Regions from separate parts of the Rattus norvegicus genome. Here region 1 is linked to region 2. The links are chromatin contacts, called in public Hi-C maps. All regions are on one chromosome and are shown on one strand. Each heading gives the region's core, a stretch centred on a gene start, on an enhancer-like site or on the middle of the called end of the contact. The rest is flanking DNA. Distances are from core to core; before and after follow the strand shown. Region 1 overlaps Sgms1 (sphingomyelin synthase 1). Region 2 overlaps Sgms1 (sphingomyelin synthase 1).

Region 1 (6,978 bases), core at 4,380-6,879, 43 kb after region 2:
CTACACGCAGTGTTCACAATTCCACAATCCAGCTTTGGTTCAGAAATAAAACCATCCCTTATGAAAGCACTAAGTGTGTGCTGACCTACTTTACGGAGCTTCAAGGGGGGCTTGCTTTAGAAAAGGCACATCTCTGACTTCTGGTCTAGCCAGACCACTAAGACTTTGGCTCTGAGAAGTTTTACACTTGGTGACATCTCTCAGTCTCCACTTGACCTTGTTTATTTAATTCTGTTTAGTGCTTAGATTTTGCACTATCTGCAGAGTGTTCTTTCTCTTGGCTGCCCTACAGTTTATCTAATAAATAGTCTCCCCCTTTGAACTCTTTGTTCCCATGAATGCTTGAACTACACTGAAATGTAGCAGCCCTCAGTGTACAAGGGGAAGGTGACTTTTGGTTGGCAAAATTAATAGGATATAATGACAAGAAAGCAGTCATGCAGCTGTATACTATGAACAAAGTCTACCCCAACCCAGACATTTCATAAAAGTGTATTTCCATAAATATTCAGCAATCAGAGATTCCAAGATATCATTTATTACAAAAATTAGAAATACATTAAAAATTTGTTACACAGGTGACTAAGTACCTAGAAAAGATTGTACCACATTTCTAGATTTATAGTGATATTTAGAGTTTTATGATGGGAACACCAGCTACAAAACAATATCAATTTTGTTAACACAAATGTATAATAAATACCATGGAATCAAAGTCAAGGCATTGTTAGTGCCTTTTGTCTTGGGATAACAGAATTATAACATAATGTTCTGCTTCTTTCCTCCCAGTATTTTAACTCTCTCTGAGAAGCACATTTTACTTTTGTCTGGAAGAGAAAAAAAACCCTTTTGTTGTTCTTCTAAGTATCTTGTTTTAAAATACGAAGGCTGCACTGTAAGTTGGAAACATGCCTCCTACACCGGCCTTCTGTAGAAGTAGGAAACGGGCTTGATGACATAACTAGACTCTGCTAACAGAACCCCAAATCCCTCAAGTCCAAAAATAGTACTGAGAAGAGAGTCGATCCACCAACAAAGATAAAACTAAGGCCTAAGTCTCCAAGCATGACAAGACTCCAGGCGCAGATACTCCCCGCTGTTCCAGAGAGAAACCAGCCAGGAGACCTACATTACCTACTGCCGAGTTTGGGCAGCATCTGTCCACTTGGGCAGCTACAGAATGGAACGGAGCTCTCCCCTGCTGGTTTTGATGGGAACTTGCTTAGCTGTCGAATATTCACCACTACAGTTTTCCTTGGGATCTTATCAAAGCCTGAAGAGAATCCCTTCTCACTCAACCCATCAGCGGCCTCTGCCCAGTCCCTCCCTATACTGTCTGCCTGATAGTCTGTCATTCTTGGATTTGGACTCATTCTAATGACACTGGACATAGAACATAACTAATGTTTCAAATTCCAGCAGCTCTCGAGGGAGCAGATGTGCACAGCGCAAATCCCATCCAGCCAAAAGTGTGTCTCCACTCCCACCACACTTCACTCTCGGCCTTTCCGTTCTTTCAGATCTCTATGCATTGAGCTTTATTAGCTGAACATAAAAGCATGTGTGTGTAGCTCTAGTCTGCCTCAAAAGTAAACCAAGGTTGTGGGGAAGAAAGTCAACTGGCTTAGGTTATTTATTTTTTAAACTGACGGGGGTTGGGAATATAGGGGTAGTGTACTGCCAGAGGCAGAGTGCTCGCCTGGTATATGTGAGGCCCTGACTTCAGTTCCCAGTACTACAGTAAAGAAAACCAAGTGTTCTAAGTGGATATAGTCACTCAAACAGCCTTCCAAGGAGCATCCGGGAGGAGAGCAGTTATGAGACCTGGGGAGTAAGCGTCACAGTCCTGGGAAGGCTGACCTTGGAAGGGGCAGCAGACAGCTGCTAGAGGGGAGGGCTCTGAAGTGCATATAATGCTGAGACCCCGAAAGAACCCCTCACCCAGATTCCTGTGAGCAACCCCAAGCTGGACTCGGCTGCAATAATTACTTAGGGCTGCCACTGGGTCCCTTTTGGTGGTGAGCAGACTTTGTGTGTGCACATGCATGTGTTTGTGGCTTTTAAATCCTGCGGGAAAATTTTCTCACATAACACTGCCCAAGAAAATACAAAAAGGAAAAAAAAAAGGAGATATCTTTTAAAACTGTGTAGTGATTTCAGTGTAGAACTAGTCATAGAAACCACTCAGTACCTGGTGGGCAGAGGCAGGTTGATCTCTGAATTTGAGACTGTCCTGGTCTGCATAGTGAGTTCCAGGACAGCTGGAGCGACATACTTAGACCTTGTCTCAGGGGGAAAAAGCCCATAAAACAACAACCACCACCAACAACAAAATGGGAAGTAGAAGGGACACAATTTGCCAAACCTAAAGGGTACACCAAGCATCCCAAAACGGCAGCTGAAAACATATAATATTTCATTATTATTTCACATTAGGGAAAGAGAGCGAAGCAAAAAGATAGACAAATGGTCCATCCTGTTTTCAGCTTGGCTGTGTTTTCTTCCACATCGCTCTAGTCATAACGTGCAGGCCCTGTCCTTGACTCCCTTCCGTACCAGACTCAAAACATTCCCACTCAGTCTGTTACTGCCATCTACAAGCAGAACTGTGAGTGTACGTCCTTTAGTGCCAGATAAACAGGAAATAATGGTTCAGGTAATTAACACATATATCGTTCACACAGTAAGAATCCCTCTGGATTCCCTAAGGTGATTTCAAATACATCCCTCCCCACTCTCACACAATATCAGAATGTCCTCTAAGATTAAACATTTTGGTTTATAAATTACTCTTCTTAAAGAATTTTTTTCTTCAAATATATTGTTTTGACTGTGAAGTATGGCTGTAAACGATCTATGAACTTTGGAAATCTGGTGCCATAATCCGCACATTTGCCACCAACAGTCAAAGCAGCTGTCTTATGGCTGAAGACTACCCCGTGTCAAAATGTGATGCAGGCAGGCAGAGAATGGTTCTCTAATTAATATAAAATCCTTTATATTCTATGTGTTCAAAGTAAGTTTCCCTAGTGGACTGAGGAACAGAAATACCTCCGAGTTGGTTAATTTAAAGTCTTCCATTTCACTGAGGAAAGTCTACCAAACCACACTTAACGTGATCCACGGATGCAGGCAGAGAACCTCATTTAAAGAACATGACCTTGGGGACTGATACCGGATTTAAAATTAGCAACAACTCACAGACCCGGATAGGAGAAATCAAGTTCAAGCATCTCTCCCCAAATACACTTAGAGTGCTTCTTTGACAGCCAGTTAAGCTCAAACTGTTTTCAGAGCAGAGTCCATTCTAAGGGGGCTTCTGAATGGACTGCTCTTCGGGGCATGCTGTGGGCACCGGCGGCCACGGAAGCACTGCGACTAGGTTTCCTCTGTGCTCGGCTCTCCTCCTCTAGGCTTCGTGGTCAGACGAAGGGTGGAGGACTTCAGGGAAAGCAAGGGCAGATCTCTCCCTTTGCACACCTACACCACACCAGCCTTGGGTCTCTTCCAGGAAGCAGGTGTACCAGCTCCCAAACATAAGCAACCACTCACCGGCTTCTCTCCTAGTGTCAGTGACTCCTCCGTTCTAAGATCTGGGAATCAAAACCATCTAACGCTTATTTCTCTGAGCCTCTTTTTAACAGTATTTAAAAACAAACAGTTCCTAAATAACAGTTCTTTTTAGAAAAACAAAGACAAATAAACCCGAAGCTCAGCTGAGATCCTTACTCAGGATGCAAAGCCTCGGCACAGCACAGAATCACGCTGCCAAGAGACTGCCCTTGAGCTTAGGTATCAACCACCAGGGGGCAGCATAGCGGTAATGAGCTGGCCAGCGCCCCAGCGGCCTCCAGGTTCTAAAGGACACTGGAGTGTACCTCCAACAAGAGTCCAACAAGGTAGTGAGACTGCAAGAGGCAGCCTCTGTTTTCTGGGCCATCAATTGACACTGTCTTTCCAGTCCCTTTATGTATTTTAACGTACATTAGCAATATAGTTCTTTTTATATAGCTGAACTATTCTGCAATCTCACAAGACCATTTCTAGGACCCCAAGGAAGTATAAAAAGCCTAAATAACAGAGATCATCATTTACTTGGGAGATTAGCCCTAAGAGGTTCTTTGGAAATTCATCCTTGTCTTACATAAAACTTTAGTAAGCTTTCCCTCAGTGCAATAAAATGAGACCGTTAATCAATGGTTTACAATTAAATTATAAACATATAAGCTGTAAAACTTGTTAACAAAAGGTATGCTAAAATAATTTCGAATAGATAAATCTCAAGAAGCATGGGTAGGCCTCTTCTCCACTGGACCGAATAAGCTCTGTCCTTTTAGGAAGCCCTGCGTGTCCACCACTAGGGTGTGTTACAAGGAAAGGACAGAAGTTCAAAGTTAGTGTAAATGTTTTCTCAGGTTCACACGTGTTTAAAGTCTTTATCAGTCAAAGCACGATTGTATAAATCACAGCTTTAAAGCTACAGACGACATACTCCAAATAAAAAGATAAGCAATACAATCACAGGTTTTAATGATATAGATCACAAATATGAAATGCCTTTCAGAATCTGATAAAGAGTCTAAATAAACAGGGTATAGGAATCTTCTAGTTGTATTCATGTATAACACACTTACCACATATTGGGCTATACACACACACACACACACACACACACACACACACACACACACCAAGTTCAATCTCACTAGCTAAAAACAACTACACACTGGCAGAAGTTATGCTCTGGTTATTGAGGTGCGAAGATGAACCATGTAAACGAGAGACGGTGTTGCCCAAATCCCAGGCCCGTGCATTCCACTGCTGAAGCCATCCCTCATGCCTACTTCCATCACCAAGGCTCGGGCAACGCCAGACTTCGCCAGACTTCGCCCTGGCCTCTGCGTTGCACCTGTGTGGAGCCCATCACCCCCAGCCCTGACTGTGATTCCTCTCTTTGAAATCTGGTTCTTAGAACAAAAACGCATCCTGCATGGCTACCTGTCACAGTAGCCCTCTCTGTCTTAGATGGACGGCTGAGTCTGTAACTGCCACCCTGTTTCCGGTTTCTGCTTCCGAGCTATGTGCAGACCAGAATCACGCCACTTCTTGCTTTTAAATCTGTTTCAGCAGGTGCCTCCATCACTGCTCGGTTGCTGTGAAGAGACACCATGACCAAGATAGCTCTTAAGGAAGAGTGCATTTCATTGGTGGCTGGCTTGCACTTTCAGAGATTTGATTCCTTACTACCATGATTAGTTTGTACGCAGGTGCTGGGGCAGAGAGACCTATATCCTGCTCTGGAGGAAACACTGGGTGTGGCCTGGACTACTGAAACCTCAAAGCCCACCCCAGTGACACACTTCCTCCAACAAGGACACACGTCCTAATCCTTTTAAATGGTGCCACTCCCTGGTGACTAAGTCAGTGGGAGCCCTTCTTAGTCAGACTACCACAGCAGGAGAGGTAAAAACCTGAGGGCTCGAGGGCTCCGGCTTAAAGCTTGCTTATTCTGTTAAAAAGTGCACTGCATTTCTTTATTATTTTGTGTGGCTGAGGGTAGGCATATGCATGCCAGGGGTATGTATGGAGGTCAAAACACAACTTATACCTTATCTTCTTCCACCTCATGGTTCCCGGGTTCATCTGGCTTGGTGGGCAAGCACCTTGTGGGCAAGCGCCTTTACCCACTGGACTATCTTGTGGGCTCAAAAATGTATTTATTTCTTTTTCCTTCTCACCACTCCCTCCCCCCTCTTCTTTTTTAAGTGAGAGGGGATCTCAAGTAGTCCAGGCTGGCATCAGACTCCTCTGTAGCCTGGGATGGCTTTGAACTTCTTGCCCACTGCCTCTATTTCTCGGCTGAGGGGATTACAGGCTTTGGATCCACAGCCAATTTTGTTTTTGTTTTTGTTTGTTTGTTGGTTGGTTGGTTGGTTTTGTTTTTTGACTACTGCAGACAGAACCATGGCTTTGTGTACGCCAGCAGATGTTCTACTGACAGATGTAAGCTCCTTCCTCAGCAAAAACATCCCTGGATGTCTTAACTTTACAGAAGGAATTAATCATCCCACTGCTTTTCCCAACAGGAAAGGCTCCCGGAGGGTCCCAGAGTTTTCATTCTTTGTCATAAAGAAACACAGAAACTGACATTATACCAAAATTATAGATTATCTGAACAGCAATGAATTAAAAACTGAACATTTCTAACTGTAAGCATCTTATCTTTTATAGAAAATGAAGCCCTCACTCTTTTCAATGCCTGTCTAAATCCTCTTTGGGGTGTTATCTAATCAGATTTTTAAGGGCTAGGGATTTAGGTCAGTGGCTGAGCACTTGCCTAGTGTTTGCAAGGCCCTCAGTTTAATCTTCATTAATGGAAAAGAAAGAGAGGATGGGAGAAAGAAGGGAGGGTATTAGAGCGTGTAGAGGAAGGCAGAATTTAGCACCTTAGGATAGCAAACAGCTTTTCCAGATTTACTGGGAACTATTTTCTTACCATAACACGAGAATGACATCCCCGAAAGTATCTATTACAAACCAGGGCTTACATGTCAGAGAAACAGAGAAATCATACCATGTCCTTGAAAGGAGAGTCTCAGGTCCTCAGAGAGTTCTGGGTGGCAAGATTACCAAAGCTCTGGCAGGCCAGTGCCACATCCACTGCACTAAGACTCAGCTCGCACATATCTATTTATAAGTGGAATGAGCTTTTCCCTTTCAGAGAGCCAGCATCAAGGGAGCTAAGGACTGAAGATTACACCACTGACAAAGCACCTACTGGGTACAAAGGGCTGCTTGCTGGCATTCTGTAAGCCCCAGGGATGAATATGTCATAGATTTTACTCAACTACATTAAAATGGTAAAATGGAATTCCTGCTCTTTAAAAACTTCTCCCTTCTGCGTGTTTCCTTTATCTTAGTAACAGGAGATCCCACCCATCTTCTTCTCTGACAAAATGTGCATATGCCCATCATCTC
Region 2 (7,212 bases), core at 2,351-4,850:
ACCAGCCGGCTATATTTAACTTGCCTACTAAGGTGGACTACCGGCCAGGGAAGGGGCCAATGGTAAGATCGAGGTACAATCCCTTGGACGTTCTTTTCAAAGTACTGAAATGGCCTGTACCACCACACTCTGGCCAGGAGGTTCATCTGGGAAGCTTCCTTCAGCACCTAGGAAAGCAAAGACCACAGATGTCTCTTTAATCTTATCTTTCCTTGAAAATATTTCCCATGTTAAAATTCAAAGACTTGCCCCACACCCACCCACACAGCCCAGCTTCACTGAGTTCACCACACTATACCCTGGACACAGCAGACGCCAGCAGAGCAAGGGCAACTGAGACTCCCTCAACCTGTGCCTATTAAATATCTCAGCCAGCCCTTCTTCACTCTCCTTGGATCTTAACTTCCTGTGCTCTTATAGAATACATATATAATCTATTTATAATATTTTTATAATGTAACACATATAAATAAATATAATAAATAAAATTTATTTAATAACTTAATTAAATGTAACTATGAAACTAGTGACGGCCCCATCATAACCAAAGGAGGTTAGGAATGCACCCTAAGTGCAGAGACCGGCTTAGAGAATATTTTTTTCACAGACAGTGGGTGTCTATGTTTCAGAAGAAAGCAGTATCTGGGCCAATTACATTAACACTTTACAGCTGACTCTGCAGAGGAATGGTGTTATAAAAGCCAGCACCACCACAAGTGGACTCCTAAGAGAGGGAAACTGTGAGAAGGATCCATACATTTCCAGTCTTTCCAACACTTCTGAACTCTGGCCTCAGCCAGCAGCGCCAAGCCTGGGGCGAGAGAAGCTTAGATCAAAGGGAAGGGGGTGACTCACTTGCTGATTGGCCATCGTGTGATACCACCAGAAGAGTCTTGTGGTGATGTAATATGCTACCACCACGTCCACAGTGTAGTGGTCATGCGCTAAGAGAATACAGAAGATTCCAACGACGCTGAGGAGCCAGCAAATCCAGTGGTACCACCAGAGCCGCCGAGGGGAATCTAGAAGAGGAAACATTTGCAATAGTCCTGGTTCTAAATACCACTCACCCATGCCCCTGCCATTCTGGAGGACCAACCGTCTCACACGTTTCCCCCTGAAAGCCCATTACATGGGCCAGCAATCTAAAGGACCTTTTGTTTCTCTATAACTAGAGACAGCAGGATATGGCTTTTAAAATGAACTATGACTAGCGGCAGTGATTTATATGGGGCTATAAGCTGTTTCATAAAACCAGAAATGTAACATAAAAGGTGACTATGACCAAATGTGCACAGGTCAGCGTGTTGAGCTCCATCTGTAAAAGACGCTCCACTGGCACTTTTATGTGCACACGTGCAGTGTGTGTATGCATGTTTGTGTGGCTATAGACACTGATGTGTGTATGTATGCCTCACATGCAGAAGCCAGAGCTTGACTAGTTTCTTTCTTGACTGCGCTACCCTTCTTTGCCGCCGAAGGTCTCGAGGGTGTTAGCTAGTCCAGCCGCCCAGCTCGCTCCTAGGACCCCGCCACCCCACACCAGCTCTGGGACTACAGGCGTGCTGCCACGCCCACCTGGTATTTCTGTGCGTGCTAAGAAGCTGAACATGCATTGCTAGGTTGGTACCTCAAGCAATTTACTCACCGAGCTCTCTCCCTAGGCCGTCCAATGCCTTTAATTAAACGTAGCCTATAAACTGAGGTTAAGTGCCTTATGTAAATCCAACACCTACTGTGCCACAGATGCTTTTTCTAAATGTATATTTCTGAGACTATAATTGAATTAGTGTTTTCTCCTTTCTCTTTCCTCCCTCCAAGTTCTCCCTCCTATGTATCTCTTCCCACTCTGTTTCCAATTCCTGGCCTCTTTCCAGTGATAGTTATTGCATGCATACATGTGTCTGTATATGAACATATTCCTAGTTATAACCCGTGGAGTCCATATTCTATCCCTTGTATGCACTGTTCTCAGGGCTGGTGGTTTGACACTCGGCAGTCTGGTGCTGTGTTCTTCCCTGGGGAGGACCGCTGTGCGCCCATCTTTACTCCATTGCCGCAGTTCTTTGTGTAGAGTTGAAACCTCATGGTCCTTTCCCCATCCAGTTTGGCATGTTCGTTGGCGATTAGCTCATGTTTGTGCCAAAAATGCTTAGACACGGACCATGCAGTGATAGTCGCTGCGATCACCCCATCCTGCTTTCAGGTTCCCCACCTACACATCATCTGAGCGACTCTGAGATTTCTATTCCACATTCTCAATGGGAAGGGGGCTAGAGGGCCTGGGGTTTCAGAGAAAGCTTTGAATGGATCTATTGTCCTCATTTCAGGGAAGAAGGAACTGCTGACTTTTACTGGATTCTCGAGGGGTCCAACAGTCATTCACTCAGGCAGGGTGCATCTACCATTCCCTGGACGGCTGCTACTCGAGATGTCTGAACAACAAACCAGTAAGCAAAGGCCCGCCTCTGTGGGGAGAACCCTTGCCAGAAGGGGGGAGGGGCTATCATCACAGAGTTGTATATTGTATATACATTGTATATAATATATATATTGTAAGGTGAAAACTGAAAAACATGAGGGGATCAGAAGGAAGAGGAAGAAAGAGGTTTTTTCCCCTTTGGTTGTTTTTGCAATTTAAAATTGGGCGCTGGGGGCAGGAATCAGCCACTCATATTCATACCTTAACAATACACCAAGAACAGCTACTACACATTTTCTGTGAACCTCGCTGAGTATCCATGCATGTCACTTAGTTTTCTTTTTATAGCCTCTTCCCACTCAGGAAATAAAGACTCATTTTAAAGATGAGGAAACAAGACACATAGAAATTAAACGTTTTTCTCCATTGTCAGAATGCTGGGGGCTGAGAGTTCCAGGATCCCAAATCAGAGTTCTATGACTCCTGCTAGCTCTCCTAGTTTCCCAGTACAGCATGGTGCCAATGGTCTAGTACAATTTTAACATGATAAACAATTTCAGGTGACAACCAGTAGGGGGCGAGCACCCTATTCCCAAGGGCCTATGGCAATCGAACCCTAATGTTTCCATTCCCTATACCTGGTTATATTGTGGTACAAAGGTCAGATGCCCTGTAGTTGATCACACAGTAAACAAACACGAGGCATCTATCCTCCCTGCCTGCCTGCCTCCCTCCCTTCCTGGCCCCTGCAGAACATCCCACTTCTTAATGGTTCCTTTACTTCTGTTTCAAAGACAGGGTTGAGCAGCCTGCCTGCTCCTGTTTCCTCTGTGTTGCTTGTCCTGTCACCAAGTTCTTCCTTCCATACCTTCACTTCTCCCCAAGAGTGAGGTCAAGCCTCACCTCCTATGCATGACTGTCTCTTGGTCTAGCCTGCTCTCACCAGAACTTCTTGAAGCTACTTCTCAGAAGGAAACATCAGATGACACTGTTCCCTTGTTCCCAACCACTCTAAGTGCACCCCATCTGCTGCAGACGGAAGCCATGGCTCTGCTTTGTGGCGTAGGGTGCCTTCTGACCTTGGCACCACTTCTCTGTCCGTTTTCTTTCTCATGACCACGCTGACTCAGCTCCCAGCAGACGCACGTCCAGGAGCTACAGTGCTCCTAACTCCAGACTGCGGTATGTCTGTTCTCTGTGTTCCCCTTTCACTTATCACCCTCCGTGGGGACTGCATACAGGGGGACTGTCTCACCGAATAACTTCTAACAGTAACATTTTGAGGATAACTGAATTTTCCAGGGAAATAAATCATCTGTTGTTCATTAAAAGGCTGAAATCCTAATAGCAATTAAAAGTGAATGAACCAGGTTTCATGTCTCAAAACAACCCGAGAGTAAAAAAGAGCAGAACATGTTTACATGTGGTTGTTTGTATTCAAATACTTTTATTTTGTATTCAAATTATTTTATTTTATATTTAATTTTTTTTTAATATTCAAACCACATGAGGTGGCAGGCTTTGAGGTTTCAGAAGCTCGAATCAGGCCTGGTGACTCACTAGCTCTTTCTGCTGCCTGTGTGTCCAGATGTAGAACTCTTACCTAACTCTTCAGAACCAAGTCTGCCTTGTGTACCACCCTGCTTCTTACCACGGCTGTAATGGACTAATAAACCTCTGAACTGTGGGCAGCCCTCAATTAAATTGTTTCCCTCATAAAAGTTTCTGTGGTCATGGTGTCTCATCAAAACAATAAACCCCTAATTAAGATAATACACATATAAATGCAACCAACATATATATTTATATATATACAAATATACAAATATATATACTAATACACATACAAATACATATATATGCACATATATATACATATAAGCGCTCACATATATGCATATACATATATGTAAATGTTGAGGTTTTCTTTTATTATCTATTGTAATGTTAAGTGGGGACCCAAGACCTGGGAGTCTGCATGTAGCCTCTGCCTTAGACCCTGCCTCTAAGTTAATTCTGGTTGGTGAATAAAGAGTCCGGCAGCTAATAGCTGGCAGAAGAGAGATAGGTGGGGCTGAGTTTTGGTGGGCCTAGAAGAGTGAACAGGAGGGAGAAAGAAGGAAGAAGCCACCTTGGAAGAAGAACGTGCGGGAGGGAGAGAGAGAGCATGGGGTAGGAGTAAAGAAAACGTGGCCATGTGGGCTGGCCAACTGGCGCTAAGAGCAGCCCTGATGGAACAGTGAAACATAGCAAGTGATAACTCGGGGTTATTGTTAGGAAGGCAGATTCTAACAGCGTGGAGGGCAGGCAACTGCCCAGCTATTGTGCTGCCTAAGGTGTATCTAAAAACATAAAGGCTGTGTGTGCTTTTCATCTGGGAACATAAATGACCAAAGCGGACAGAAACCTCCTGCCAGGATTTTTCAAATATATTCACTGAGTAAATGATTCTATTTGCATACATTTAAAACCACCCAAACATTATAGCTGATATCCACAAACAAGGCACCCCCTGTCTAGAGGTGTAGCCAAGGGCTTTCCTGGCCTTCCTCAGATAAGGCAGCTTCCTCAGGCCTCAGACTGTTTTAAGGGGCTTTCCCCAAACTCATTTTCCAAAAGACCATGGGGCGTGGCAGGTGAGAAGTGGCAAAGCAAGGCGTTTAGACTTACACTCCTTGATAAACAGGTAGGTGAGCGTTAGCATGACTGTGTGTCCACTGTACAGATAGTCCCCACACATGTTGTGCGAGCCCGTGATGGACAAGCCACCTCCAGCAATGAGCTTCATTATCCTCCGCACTTGAGCTTCCCAGTCTCCAAAGAGCTACAGAGGAAGAGAGAAAGGGAGATCCGTCGTTAGTCCACCCCAACCATTGCTATCATTCCTGCTTATTCTGTGTATTCTGCTCCTCCAAGACACATGCAATCAATACTCCTCATCGAGCAAGCACACAGTGCTTATCATTTTTGTGCCAGACCCTGGAAAGCACTCAGTGCTAGTGATCACATATTTGGCTCTAGAATTTTCTCAATAGTACATTTCAGCAGGGGTCTGGGGTTGGAGATTCTAACCCAGGGCCTCAAGCATGCTAGACCCTACCACTAAGCCATGTGCCTCAATCCAACTTGTTTTACTATGATAAACCAGAAAGAATTTGTGGTTGATTTACCGTAATTTCTACTTTGGACAAAGAAAATGTAAATCCTGAGCAAACGCATGTGTGCCCGAGAGATAGTGGTTCTGAGTCACTAGCTAAAGTAACTGGAGGCCAGTGGATCAAAAGCACGGAACAAGGGACTCAAAACGATGCCCTTTCAGCCTCTGAAATTACACAGGTAACACTGACTACTCTTCCTTTTAGTAAGAGAGGCTTATAAAGTAATCTAGCTGTCTACAGTGCAAGTCTGGGCTGGATACCCAGGTAATGGATGGCTTAAATGACTCACTTTGTTGTGTTGCAGCCTGTGTTTGCTCCATCAAAGAAGGCATGCAAATGTTTGCATCAAACTTTTTTCATAGATTTATTTATTTTATGTGCATGGATGATTTGCTTGCATATATATATGTGTGTGTGTGTGTGTGTGTGTGTGTGTGTGTGTGTGTGTGTCTGCCAAGTGCGTGCCTGGTGTCCTTGAATGTCAGAAGAGGGGCCCCTGGAACAGTAGTTATTTATGATTCTAAGTCACCATGTTGGTGCTGGAAAGTCAAACACTATAAGAACCACAAGTGCTCTTAACCACTGAGCCACCTCTCTAGTCCCAGCAGTATCCTTTTATAGTCTAGTTAGCCAATTTAATCATCATAATCCCCTTTTCAACATCTAATTGCTAATATCCCAGCTTTGGAAATGCGTGTTTCATTATAATTTCTTTACAAAACAGCAATTAAGATTTCTATTTGGCAGAGCAGAGCTGCCAGACCACAAAGCGGATGTGACCGTCCCTAACGCTCGGCACAACAGAAGGAAGTGGACCTACACCAAAAGCCTTATGTCACAGCACATCAGAACAGAGTGCTGCTGTGCCAAAGTCCCCAGAGATTGAAACCAAGCTTTAGATGAAAGATCTATATGCAAATGACTTTTAGAGAGCACTCTAGAAGAAAAGATTGTTTTGGGATGAGGGGTGGGGAAGGAGGCTGGGCTTCAAGTTCTTAAGCAGTAGGATTTCCAGTTTTAGATCTAGCCATGTAACTAAAGCTCTTTTACATACATAAGAAATACTCAAGTTAATAAAGATAAAAAAAAAAACAAACCAGACTTTAGACTGTTTGCTGTGTCTGTATCCTTATCCAGGACCTGCAGAGGATGCATTCTACAAAGCAAGGTAATAAGTAGAGAAAGGAAGAGGCAGGCCTTTCTAGGACGGCAACAAAGGAAAGCCACAGAGCTGGGTGGCTCTAACATGGAGTCACAAAAAGTCTTCGAGGGCATGCAACTCATGGGTTAGCCAAGACGTTTGACTATAAAGCTTAAGTTGAGAATGGATAAATATATAGAGAACTACTTAAGAAAGCACAAGGCAAGTACTGGCTCTGTGGGAAACGAACTATCGTACAGTAATTACAGGAAAGGGACACAGCTTAGGGGTGAAGAGCTGTAACCCGGTAAGTGCTCTCTACTGAGTTGCAGAGGAAGACAGGACAAGATACTCTATGTCCCAGAGATGGCAGGGTGAAGGGAGAAGAAGGTACAGATGATAGGAAGTTCTCATTTTTCACAGCAGGAAATTAATAACAGAGAGTATCAGAGCTCAAGGGCATTTTTGGCTAATTTAAGGCCAGCCTACCA

Evidence for each region. Hi-C and Micro-C count contacts between places; a contact is called where the count stands out from the background.
Region 1: a Hi-C map of frontal cortex shows a contact between it and region 2, with 1.6 times the contacts expected there. The contact joins two enhancer-like sites. A contact is called at or near these places in 5 of 12 Hi-C or Micro-C datasets (Schwann cells, frontal cortex, kidney and 1 more).

What each region holds. Positions count from the first base shown.
Region 1 is chr1:239,452,957-239,459,934 of GRCr8, forward strand. All of the region lies in intron 5 of Sgms1 (sphingomyelin synthase 1), which reads right to left. Among named protein-coding and RNA genes, the nearest start is that of Asah2, 100 kb to the left of the region's middle. Within about 2 kb of position 5,630, at least 13 of the 93 cell types and tissues checked have an H3K27ac peak or open chromatin away from gene starts, as enhancers often do.
Region 2 is chr1:239,411,656-239,418,867 of GRCr8, forward strand. It overlaps Sgms1 (sphingomyelin synthase 1), which reads right to left. Exons shown (of 10, transcript NM_181386.3): 8 at 5,093-5,246; 9 at 856-1,022; 10 at 1-167. Among named protein-coding and RNA genes, the nearest start is that of Asah2, 63 kb to the left of the region's middle. Within about 2 kb of position 3,601, at least 10 of the 93 cell types and tissues checked have an H3K27ac peak or open chromatin away from gene starts, as enhancers often do.